2 separate regions of the Ovis aries genome follow, and region 2 is linked to region 1. A link is a contact called in public Hi-C data. All regions are on one chromosome and are shown on one strand. Each heading gives the region's core, a stretch centred on a gene start, on an enhancer-like site or on the middle of the called end of the contact. The rest is flanking DNA. Distances are from core to core; before and after follow the strand shown. Region 1 has its middle 12 kb from the start of TRNAG-UCC. Region 2 holds the start of KCTD17 (potassium channel tetramerization domain containing 17).

Region 1 (5,640 bases), core at 505-3,004:
AGCAAGGTGATCTTCTCAGGGACTAGAGCCCAGCTAGAGAGTCACTTACAGCTGCAGAGTCTCTTGTTGCCTCTTGGACTTCCTCTGGGCTTCCTGCATGCAGGCGTGCATGCGTGCGTGCGTGCTCTCACTTCAGTCGTGTCTGACTCTTTGTGACCCCACAGACTGTAGTCTGCCGGGCTCCTCTGTCCATGGGCCTCTCCAGGCAAGAATACTGGAGTGGGTTGCCATTTCTTTCTCCAGGGGCTCTTCCTGACCCAGGGATCAAACCTAGGTCTCCTGCAGCTCCTGCATTAGAGGCAGATTCGTTACCGCTGAGCCACGGGGGAAGCTTGGATTTATTACAGTTCCTGCTAGCTCCCATTTACCACGGAGACAATGATTCCCAGAGGGAGAAGGCAGAAAGCCTCTTCCAGCCACTCTGGACTGTCACTGACACTTTGGGTTTCAAAGCTGACTATGTGTACTGCTCACTTTCAGGTTAAACAGAAATTCACTCAATTGGGCCTTAGCTTCCACAGCTCTAAAACGGAGCTATGAATGAAGAGCAGGAAATACATGGTTAGAAAGGTGTAATTAAATGGTCTCTGGATCCCCTCCTTAGCACATACATGCTGGATTTCTAAGGTCTAAGTACTTTGCTGTAATTTAGAGACACTACCACCAGGGAGCGAGCTGGACTAGGATAACAGCCAGGTCCAGCCGGTCGCCTGAGTCCCAGGATAGAGCACTGGAAGTTGTTATAGGTTTCTCCCTCAGGTGGTACTTGAATATCACAGAAAATATGAAGACAGATCTGAATCACTTTGAGTAAATGAAGTCCTGCAAGAATGGAGGATGAATAACTTTTCCATTCTATGCACTAATGCTACTGAAGACCTGGTCCCTGTACCTCCTAGAAACTTAAGAATCACCATGTCTAACATCTAATGGGCTTCTCTCGTAACTCAGTCAGTAAAGAATCTGCCTGCAATGCAGGAGACCCGGGTTCAATCCCTGGATCAGGAAGATCCCCTGGAGAAGGTAATGGCAATCCACTCCAGTATTCTTGCCTGGAGAATCCCATGGACAAAGGAGCCTGGCAGGCTACAGTCCATGAGGTCGCAAGAGTTGAACACAACTTAGCGACTAAACCACCACCACCATCTAATGACCTCAGAAATACAATGAACAAGGAATGCTGTTGGAAACAGCACCAGTGAAATTAAGGTCTCATTTAAGTTTTAAAAGCTGTGCATGTTTTATTTTGCCAAGATTGCAGCTTCTCTCTCTCCAGAATATTCAATGTTTAATTAAAAAGGGCTTCTCTTAATGTCCGGAGATAAAATCTTTAACTGAAGCAAAGACATAAAATGTCTTTGTTCATTTGTTCATTTTGTTCAAATTGAAATTGCTCGTTTAACTTAAAATCACCTTCCCCACATTCTGTTACTCGGAGGCTCTCTTCCTGAGCATCTGAGCTCTCTCAGAGGGCATCTTGCCAGCTCTCGCCAGCAGTTACAGGAAACAAAGCAGTTATAGAAACAAAACAAATGTAATGTGAACTTGAATTTCTGCAGTATCTTTTCAATCCACCTTCCATACTGTGAAGGTGGAAAATTGCTCAGCTCTGATGAGCAATGAAGCTGTTGGGTGTATGCTTTTTGAAGGTTACATAAATGGCACATTTCATACTGTAAGGCTCATTCTGCAGACTGTCATTTCCACCCACTATGATATATCGCGAGATCTTTCCATGCTGGTGTATGTAGATGTGGTTCGGCCCTTTCCACTGTCATAAATTACCCGCCTTGTCCATTCTCTGCCTAACAGATCTGTGTGTTGTCTTGCTGTTACAAACAATGCTGCAGTGAATATCTTTGCATGAGGTTCCTTGTGTGCATGTTTCAGTCTCTAAGCTATGCAGAAATTGAAGTGCTGGGTTGTAAAATTTAATTTCAACCTTGCTAAATTCCTCCTTGCTGTTCTGGACTCATGATTCATGGAGTGTATGTGACTTCTCATTTCTCTCCTCACCTATACTTGCATTTTAATGTTTGCCAACTCTATGAATTTATCATTTTAATTTGTATAATGGTCTCTCTAATTAGTGGAGGTACTGAGCATCTTTTCAACTTGGCTATGTGGTTGCTTCTGTCATTATCAGCCCTTTGTGTTCCAGCCAGACTCTAAGTTCCTGGAGGAAGGGTTGGATCTCACATCCAAAACCCTCAGAAGGCACAGTCCCATCCAAGTATAGATTTTCTTCCTGTGAACCTTTTCCCCTTGACCTTTGTGCCCCACCTTGGAGTCCTACCCTTCAAGATTAATGAATAAGCAGCTCCCCAAATAAGCATGCTAGGTTTGTGCTTACACAATACCTTCAGTCTGGAATGCTGTATCTCTTCCAGGCCATCTGAACCTACCTACTCATGTCCCAAGGTTCACCTCAAGATCTTCCTTTTCTATGAGGTCATCTATGAGCCCCCAGCCCTCTCTCCCACCCCAAGTTCACCTCTGTGCTTCCACTGGCCCCATATAACCTTCTCACTGCATGTGTAAAACTTATGAGGATCTTTGATTGATTCATCTCTCCACCAGACTCTGGACTCCTTGAGGACAGGCACCATGTTTTATTCATCTCTGAACTTCTGGTTTATTGTTCAGTACTAGACAGAGGGTAGAGGCATAGTATGTGTTTGTCAGATGGGTGGATGAGTCTCAAGGCCAGCTCCCTCCACATCAGTTCTCTGCAGACTGTGATGTCCTTAAGGACAGAACTGTATAATTCATACCATCGTGCCCTGCGGTGGCTTACAGAGCCCAGTGATTATGGCCCTCAGTATCTATGATTGCCTGGTAGATCAGAAAACAACTTTGGACAGATTTTCCTGAATTTTCCACCCCAGCTTCCTGACAGAGAATTTCCTTGGTCTCTCCAAGCCTCAGTTTCCTCATCTTCATAAAGAGGATGATAATAGCATTGAGGATGGCATAAGGATGAAATAAGGCTGTGTGTGTAAAGCATCTGGCATACAACCATAAGCATCTGACATATTATAATTTCTACATCAGAACAGGATGGGGTCTACTTTAGCTACAATTCTCTAGATGGCTCATTTTTTTCTCAGTTGCCATATGTGATGAGCAGATAGTTCAGTTCAGTCGCTCAGTTCTGTCTGACTGTTTCCAACTCCATGGACTGCAACATGTCAGGCTTCTCTGTCCATCACCAATTCCCAGACCTTGCTCAAACTCATGGCCACCAAATTGGTGATGCCATCCAACCATCTCATCCTCTGTCATCCCCTTCTCCTCCTGCCTTCAATCCTTCCTAGCACCAGAGTCTTTTCCAATGAGTCAGTTCTTCACATCAGGTGGCCAAAGTCATAGCTCAACCAGTAAAGAATTTGCCTACAATTCAAGAGGCATGAGTTCAATTCCTGGGTTGGGAAGATCCCTTGGATAAGGAAGTGGCAACCCACTCTAGTATACTTGCCTGGAGAATCCCAAGGATGAAGGAGCCTAGCAGGCCACAGTCCATGGGTTTGCAAGAGTTGGACATGACTTAGCAACTAAACCACCACCAGACTTAATTGATAAAACAGTGGCAGGCTTTGAGAAGACAAAGCAGATAGTAGCTACTCAATAGCTACTATTGAATCCAGGTGTTCAAGCTGGATTTAGAAAAGGCAGAGGAACCAGAGATCAAATTGCCAACACCTGTTGGATCATCGAAAAAGCAAGAGAGTTCCAGAAAAACATCTACTTCTGCTTTATTGACTACACCAAGCCTTTGATTATGTGGATCACAATAAACTGAGGAAAATTTTTTGAGATGGAAATCCCATACCACCTGACTTGCCTCTTGAGAAATCTGTATGCAGGTCAAGAAGCAACAGTTAGAACTGGACATGGAACAATAGATTGGTTCCAAATTGGGAAAGGAGTATGTCAAGGCTGTATACTGTCACCCTGCTTATTTAACTTCTATGCAGAGTACATCATGCAAAATGCCAGGCTGGATGACGCACAGGCTGGAATCAAGATTGCCAGGAAAAATATCAATAACCTCAGATATGCAGATGACACCACCTTATGGCAGAAAACGAGGAAGAATTAAAAAGCCTCATGATGAAAGTGAAGAGGAGAGTGGAATAGCTGCCTTAAACATTAAGAAAACTAAGATCATGGCATCTGGTCCCATCACTTCATGGCAAATAGATGGGGAAACAATGGAAACAGTGAGAGACTTTATTTTGGGGGGCTCCAAAATCACAGCAGATGGTGACTGCAGCCGGTGACTGCAGCCTTGAAATTAAAAGACACTTGCTCCTTAGAAGTAAAGTTATGACCAACCTAAGCCTTTGACTGTGTGGATCACAATAAACTGTGGAAAATTCTGAAAGAGATGGAACTCCCAGACCACCTGACCTGCCTCTTGAGAAACCTGTATGCAGGTCAGGATGCAACAGCAAGAACTGGACATGGAACAACAGACTGGTTCCAAATAGGAAAAGGAGTACATCAAGGCTGTATATTGTCACCCTGCTTATTTAACTTCTATGCAGAGTACATCATGAGAAACGCTGGACTGGAAGAAGCAGAAGCTGGAATCAAGATTGCCAGGAGAAATATCAATAACCTCAGATATGCAGATGACATCACCCTTATGGCAGAAAGTGAAGAGGAGCTAAAAAGCCTCTTGATGAAAGTGAAAGAGGAGAGTGAAAATGTTGGCTTAAAGCTCAACATTCAGAAAACAAAGATCATGGCATCTGGTCCCATCACTTCATGGGAAGTAGATGGGAAACAGTGGAAACAGTGTCAGACTTTATTTTTGGGGGCTCCAAAATCACTGCAGATGGTGATTTCAGCCATGAAATTAAAAGATGCTTACTCCTTGGAAGAAAAGTTATGACCAACCTAGATAGTATATTCAAAAGCTGAGACATTACTTTGCCGACTAAGGTCTGTCCAGTCAAGGCTATGGTTTTTCCAGTGGTCATGTATGGATGGTGAGAGTTGGACTGTGAAGAAGGCTGAGTGCCGAAGAATTGATGCTTTTGAACTGTGGTGCTGGAGAAGACTCTTGAGAGTCCCTTGGACTGCAAGGAGATCCAAGCAGTTCATTCTGAAGGAGATCAGCCCTGGGATTTCTTTGGAAGGAGTGATGCTAAAGCTGAAACTCCAGTACTTTGGCCACCTCATGCGAAGAGTTGACTCATTGGAAAAGACTCTGATGCTGGGAGGGATTGGGAGCAGGAGGAGAAGGGGACGACAGAGGATGAAATGGCTGGATGGCATCACAGACTCGATGGATGTGAGTCTGAGTGAACTCCAGGAGATGGTGATGAACAGGCAGGCCTGGCATGCTGCGATTCATGGGGTCGCAGAGTCGGACACGCCTGAGCGACTGAACTGAACTGAACTGAGACACTATATTAAAAAGCAGAGACATTACTTTGTGAATAAAGGTCTATCTGGCCAAAGCTATGATTTTTCCAGTAGTCATGTATGGATGTGAAAGTTGGACTATTAAGAAAGCTGAGCACAGAAGAATTGATACTTTTGAACTGCGGTGTTGGAGAAGACTTTTGAGAGTCCCTTGGACTGCAAGGAGACATCCTAAAGGAAATCAGTCCTGAACATTCACTGGAA
Region 2 (5,759 bases), core at 2,148-4,647, 69 kb after region 1:
ACAAGCTTGAAGGCCAGATCTGCCCTTGGTTGCCATTCCCAGCATCACCTGGAAAGGCCCATGGTCTCAGAGCCTCTATCTCATCTTCCATAAGACGGTGGTGGGAACAGGATCAAACACATGGGGCTGTTTTAAGAATTCTGCACAGACTTGACCTGGTCCAGAATAAGCCCCTTATCAGTGACAGCAGCTGCCGCCAGTACAGAATGCCTGGGACACAGTCTCCAGCACGTTAGATGCATAAATGGTAGCTCCTGCTCTCACCCGGCTCCCTGAGCACACCTGTTACATGGGAGAGGTGGGCTTAGAATAGCACCTGGCACATAGGAAGCACTGAAGCAGTGAAATAAAGCACATCAGAAGCCAGTGTAAAGGAAGAAGACTGATCCCTATCCTGAAGACTCCCAGTACTGGGGAGGGGTTGATCCATTTGCCCCTCTAGGCCAGGACCAGAGCTGGGACTTTGTTGCTGCGAGGCCTTTTCTCCAGCTGTGGAGAGCAGGGGCTACTCTCCAGTTGCGGTGCATGGGCGTCTCATTCTGATGGCTTCTCTTGTTGCGGAGCACAGGTTCTACGGTGCATGGGCTTCAGCAGTTGCGGCTCCAGGGCTCTAGAGCACAGGCTCAGCAGTTGCAGGGCACAGGCTTAGCTGCTCTGCGGCATGTGGGATCCTCCCAGACCAGGGGTCAAACCCATGCCTCCTGCATTGGCAGGGGAATTCTGTACCACTGAGCCACCAGGAAAGCCCTTCCTTCCTTCCTTCTTTCTTTCTAATATCAGTTTTATTGTGAAATAATTCAATGTAGTAAGGAATTTCACCTCACCGAAAGAGAGATCTGAATTTTGTCCCATGACATGCCTCTTTTGTCTAAAAGCTCTACGCTGTCCGCGTGTGCAGCATGGTCTGTGCTCCTCGCAGGGGAGAGGCAACCCCTGATGGGTCAGGGCTGGCGGCCCAAGAAATCTGGGGTCTGCTCCACATTTGCTGAGTGACCCTGTGCAAGTTATTCTCTGCCTCCAGGCCTCGGCTCTGTCACACCTGCAGGGGCAGGTTGGTTCAGGCGAGCCGTGGGTTGCCACAGCTCCAGGACGCTACAGCTCCACTTTCTCAGCTTTCATTCCTCCTGTGAACTTGTCCATGCAAACTGGCCCCTTCTTGGTCTCTGGAGTATGGCTCTGGCTCCTCGCCCTCCAGACTTTGTCCCGTCCTCTTCATTCACTGGGGCCACCACATGAGAGGGCCTTCCTGGGTCTCTAGCTCTGGGACTTTTCAGGTTTTCTTTGAAGGGGTCTCCTCCCTGCTCTAGGCTCAGGCCAGCCCACCAGGCCTCTCCAGCCTAAGCTGCTCCGCTCAGTATCACACCTGCAGGACAATGGTCTCTCGCCCCACAGGCACTGGAGATACAGGCTCCAAACTGACCTCATCACCCCTGATGCCTCCCCAGACCATCTTCTCCTGCTTCAGGGAAACACTGCTGGTTCAAGCCAGAAGCCAGGGTTGTCAGCATGGCCCCTCCTCCTTCCTCTTTCTCCTTCCTTCTCCTTTCTTCCCACAGCCCCTTCAAGCTTCATTTCAGTTTCCCAAGTATCCACTAAAGCCTACTCCCGGTTGACGCTGCCTTGGTTGGGGCTTCCCTACCCCTCATCTAGGAGCCCTCCTGGCTGGTCTCTCAGGGCTCTGAGGCGTCTCCTCTGCAGTCTCCAGAGTGGCCCAAGTTACACATTGACCACATTACTCCCTGCCTATGACCCTTAAGTGGAAGAAGACATATTCCCTGCTTTGGTTTTGTTTCAGCTGACGATGGTGGAGGACTCACCTAGCGCTTGGAGTGCTGCCTGGAGTGCTGCCTGGAGTGCTGCTGTTCATCCAAGGCCAGTTCATAACTTATATCCTGTTTCATTCATTCATGTATTCAGTATACTACAAGCCATGGATTATGCCAGCTGTTTTACCAACATAATCGAATCTTCATGACAGTGTTCTTCAGTGACACTTCCCACTTCGCAAAAGGAAAAATTGAGATTCAGAAAGGAGGTGGCTCAAGATCACACTCGAATTTGTGTTTAAGAGAACACACATTCCCAGGAGCAGGAGTCTAGCAGCTGTGATCCACTCCCTGCCAAGGGGAAAGGTTTACGGAGACAGAACCTGAGGGATAATAGAACCTTCCCCTCCTCACCCCACCACAGGGCCAGGCTGCCCAGTGAGTGTGGCCTGAGTGTGTGACACAGAGATCACTGACTGAAATAGTGAGAAGGAAAGGAAGTTAAAGAAGACAGCTTTCAGGAATTCTCTGGTGGTCCAGTGGTTAGGACTTGGTGCTTTCACTGCCAAGGGCTTGGATTCAATTCCTGGTCAGGGAACTAAGATCCCACGAGCTACATGAAATAAATAAAGGAGGGTGACTTCCCTTCTGCTCCTTTCTCTCCCAGGACCCAAACCACATGAGGAGCTGTCCCCTTCCCACATCCTGCAGAACCCACAATAGCAGCAACCCACCCCCACCCCCGCCAAGTTATCTGGCTCAGAAGTACATCCACAGAACCAATCCCTCCTCCCCTTCCCGAATTACAGATGAGTAAACTGAGAGTCTCCCAGCACTTCATCCTACAAAAGCCAGAATGAAAACCTAGCTCTCCAGACATTCATCCGGTACCCTCTCCACTCTTCCTCCCTAGAAATGTTTCCCACGGAGCAGGAAACGGGCCTTGGTGGTGGAAATGCACTTGAAACCCACCTGGGCTCCTGCCAGCCTGACCCTCACTAGCTGTGTGAATGCAGAAAGTCACTTTGCTTCTGTGTCCTCTTATGTAAAATGGGTACAGTAACGCCAACTTCACAGGGCTACTGAGAGCATCAATGAATAATACAGATGCATAAAGCATCTGGAATATAGAAGGTGCTGAGCCAACTGTAAGCCCAGCTCTGTTGTCCTCAAAGAGAGTTTTCGTGGGGAAAGAGCACGGCTCCCTTCTTCCCCAGCCCCCGCCAGCCAAAAGCAGAATGAAAGAATATTAGAAAACAGATACAGGTAAATGCTGCTATAAAATTGGGAGAGGGAAAAGTTCCTTCTCTTGTCAGTTGTTTGATAACCCAGACTGGACAAAGGGAAAGCAATGTGGAGGCAGAACGGGAGGATTGCTGATTCGGGGTATCCCTCATCATTTTCCCAGTGACCTCGAATTTGACCTTCCCCGAACACAGAGCACTTTGGCCAAGAGCATCTTTAAGAGACCCTCGTTTGTAGACCTCCCAGAAAGGACAAAGTAGGGCGGGGCTAGGGAAAGGCAAGATCCTCACTCCCGCCGCATCCGCCCTTGGCGGCTGGGACTACAGCTCCCGGCATGCCCGGCGCTCGGTACCTGCCCACCTCCAGCCTCCTTGCCCGGAGGATGCAGACGCTGGGAAGAGCGATGAGGATGGAGGCCGGTGAGGCAGCGCCGCCGGCGGGGGCGGGCGGCTGGGGCAAGTGGGTGCGGCTCAACGTGGGGGGCACGGTGTTCCTGACCACCAGGCAGACGCTGTGCCGCGAGCAGAAGTCCTTCCTCAGCCGCCTGTGCCAGGGGGAAGAGCTGCAGTCCGACCGGGTGAGGCCCACGGGGTGGGCGGCCGTTGGGGATCCCCGCTCGCTGGAATCTGGCTATTCAGCCAGGCCTGCTCGCGGGGCTGGAAACCCGGCTGGGTTTCTTTCCGAAGAGCTGGAGGCAAGAAGAACTGGTCGAAGGAGGGGAGAAGGAAGTGGATCAGAGAGTGAGGATGTGCCCATTGCCTTGGCAACAGGACAACGCCAGGCTGGGGCCATTTGGAGCTTTTGAGCTCTACCCTAGGCTCCCCACCAAGGAGACTATTGGATAAGGTCTCTCCCATTTCTTTGGCGCTGTGGGGAGGACAGACACGAAGGGACTTCCCTCCTGCCCAAACTGGACTCCTGCATCACAGGAGATAGAGTCTGCTTCTCCCTGCCCTTTGGGGTGTGGGTGGCCTAGGGGTACAGGGAGCTGGGTGGAGAAATCCCAGGTTCCTTCTGAGCTGGGCTTCATGGGGAGGAATGCTGGCCTGGGGCACCATTTCTGGGTTCCCATCTCAGTTCTGCTGCAAACTGCCTGCATGACCTTGGGTCAGATCCTTCCCTGCTCCAGCTCAGCCTCCTGTCTGTAGCCCCAGGGGGCTGGCCTGCGATGACCTCTAAGGCCCCTTCTCTCCCATTTCCTGACCTGATGCTGTGACCTTGGGTGAGTCTCTTTACCTGGTGATGTCCCTGTCTTCTCTCTGTAGAGTTGCACTGAAACTCTCTCAAGCCTCCCTGCCCGGTATCCAATGAGGGTATCCAATGAGATAGCAGCTCCTTTGGAAACTTGTAAACATCCGCAGAATAACTGGGGTCTGCTGGAGACCGTGTAGGGCTGGCTTCAGGAAATAACCTCTAAGAGGGATGATCCCTGAGCCCTACACTGGCCTGGGTGCCACTGAAACTTCACTGGCTGCTCACAATTCTCCCCGGTTGTGGGGGAGAGGAGCAAGGCTCAGAGAGGTCAAGTCACTGACCCGAGGTCACAGAGTCAGGAAAAGGCAGAGGCAGGATCTGAACCTAGCTGTATCTGACCCGAAGGTCCTTTTACTCCATCACACCACTCCGTTTTGGAGCGAACACTGCATTCCCCCGCCCCCACCCTCCCTCTGTCCTTTACTGGGACTGAAGGGTGGGGGTATGTGCAGGGTCAGCAGGGAAGAGGGGCTCACTCTTTTCTCACTGCCTGTGCCCCTTGCCTTTGTAGGATGAGACAGGGGCCTACCTCATTGACCGCGACCCCACCTACTTTGGGCCCATCCTCAACTTCCTCCGGCATGGCAAGCTGGTGCTAGACAAGGACATGGCTGAGGAGGGTAAGTTGGTCCAGGGGGCTGGCCAGGACCTGCGTCCTACGCCTGTCTTCTCTAGCCTGCCAGGGCCTTCCATGGTGGTCCAAAGCCATTTCTCCCATCCAGAGGAGACCTCTGTTTTCTTCCATGTTTCCTGCTTCTTCTCGTTCCAGACAGGACTGGATGCCAAAGCCTCTGCCCAGGCTGAGCCTAGGGCCAAGGTGACTGGCCCACGCTTCCACTGGGTGCTTCTACTGGGTGGTGCTTCTGGGGAAGTGGCAGAAACATAGGCAGAAGAGAGAGGAAGCCCGTGAGGCCTGTAGCCTCCGCCGGAGGCAAGGGATGTCCTTTCCCCTGGCTTGCTGGGAAGCCAGTGGTGAGCCCGGTGGGGGTAGAAATGGCCACGGGAAGAGGTATGCTTCTTTCTTTGAGTGATCGGGTATCTCAGATGCCTGGTGAGGGCTCACAGTCAGCAGGGAGGTGGAACGGGTGGCTCTTCCCGAGCTCTGACAGCCTCTGCTGCACAGTGCTGGTTGTGGGTGGAGGAAGGGGAGTGGGGAGGCTGCTCCCCAGCGGGCGTGTGGTCCCTCCCAGGCCAGGTAGCTGAGGCCCTGTAAATGTCCACTTCCTGGCCCAGCAGATGGCAGGGAAGCCATGCCTGGGAGAATGGCTTCTTGGCAGAACTGCAGCCTGGAGCAGGGACTATAGGTGGGTGCCAAGCCCACTTTTCCTTAGAGCACAGGGTGTGGCTTTGGGTCAGCTGACCCAGCCAGGCCAGCTTGGACTTGTCACTTTTCCTTTCTGAGTCTCTACTGTGTGTATAAAGTGGGGCGGCGATCTCCATTAGGGATGTGTTCTGGGAAAACAGACATCGCAAATCCCAGGGCTTGTACCCTGA

What was found. Hi-C and Micro-C count contacts between places; a contact is called where the count stands out from the background.
Region 2: a contact with region 1 is called in a Hi-C map of omental adipose tissue, with 2.6 times the contacts expected there. The contact joins the promoter of KCTD17 here to the enhancer-like site in region 1. A contact is called at or near these places in 8 of 16 Hi-C or Micro-C datasets (blood, hypothalamus, mesenteric adipose tissue and 4 more).

What each region holds. Positions count from the first base shown.
Region 1 is chr3:181,032,092-181,037,731 of ARS-UI_Ramb_v3.0, forward strand. No RefSeq gene overlaps it. Among named protein-coding and RNA genes, the nearest start is that of TRNAG-UCC, 12 kb to the left of the region's middle. Within about 2 kb of position 1,755, at least 10 of the 54 cell types and tissues checked have an H3K27ac peak or open chromatin away from gene starts, as enhancers often do. A contact at or near this core is called in hypothalamus, where this site is marked.
Region 2 is chr3:181,099,716-181,105,474 of ARS-UI_Ramb_v3.0, forward strand. KCTD17 (potassium channel tetramerization domain containing 17) reads left to right here and starts at 3,398. Exons shown (of 7, transcript XM_060414171.1): 1 at 3,398-3,588; 2 at 4,777-4,885. The coding sequence starts at 3,415.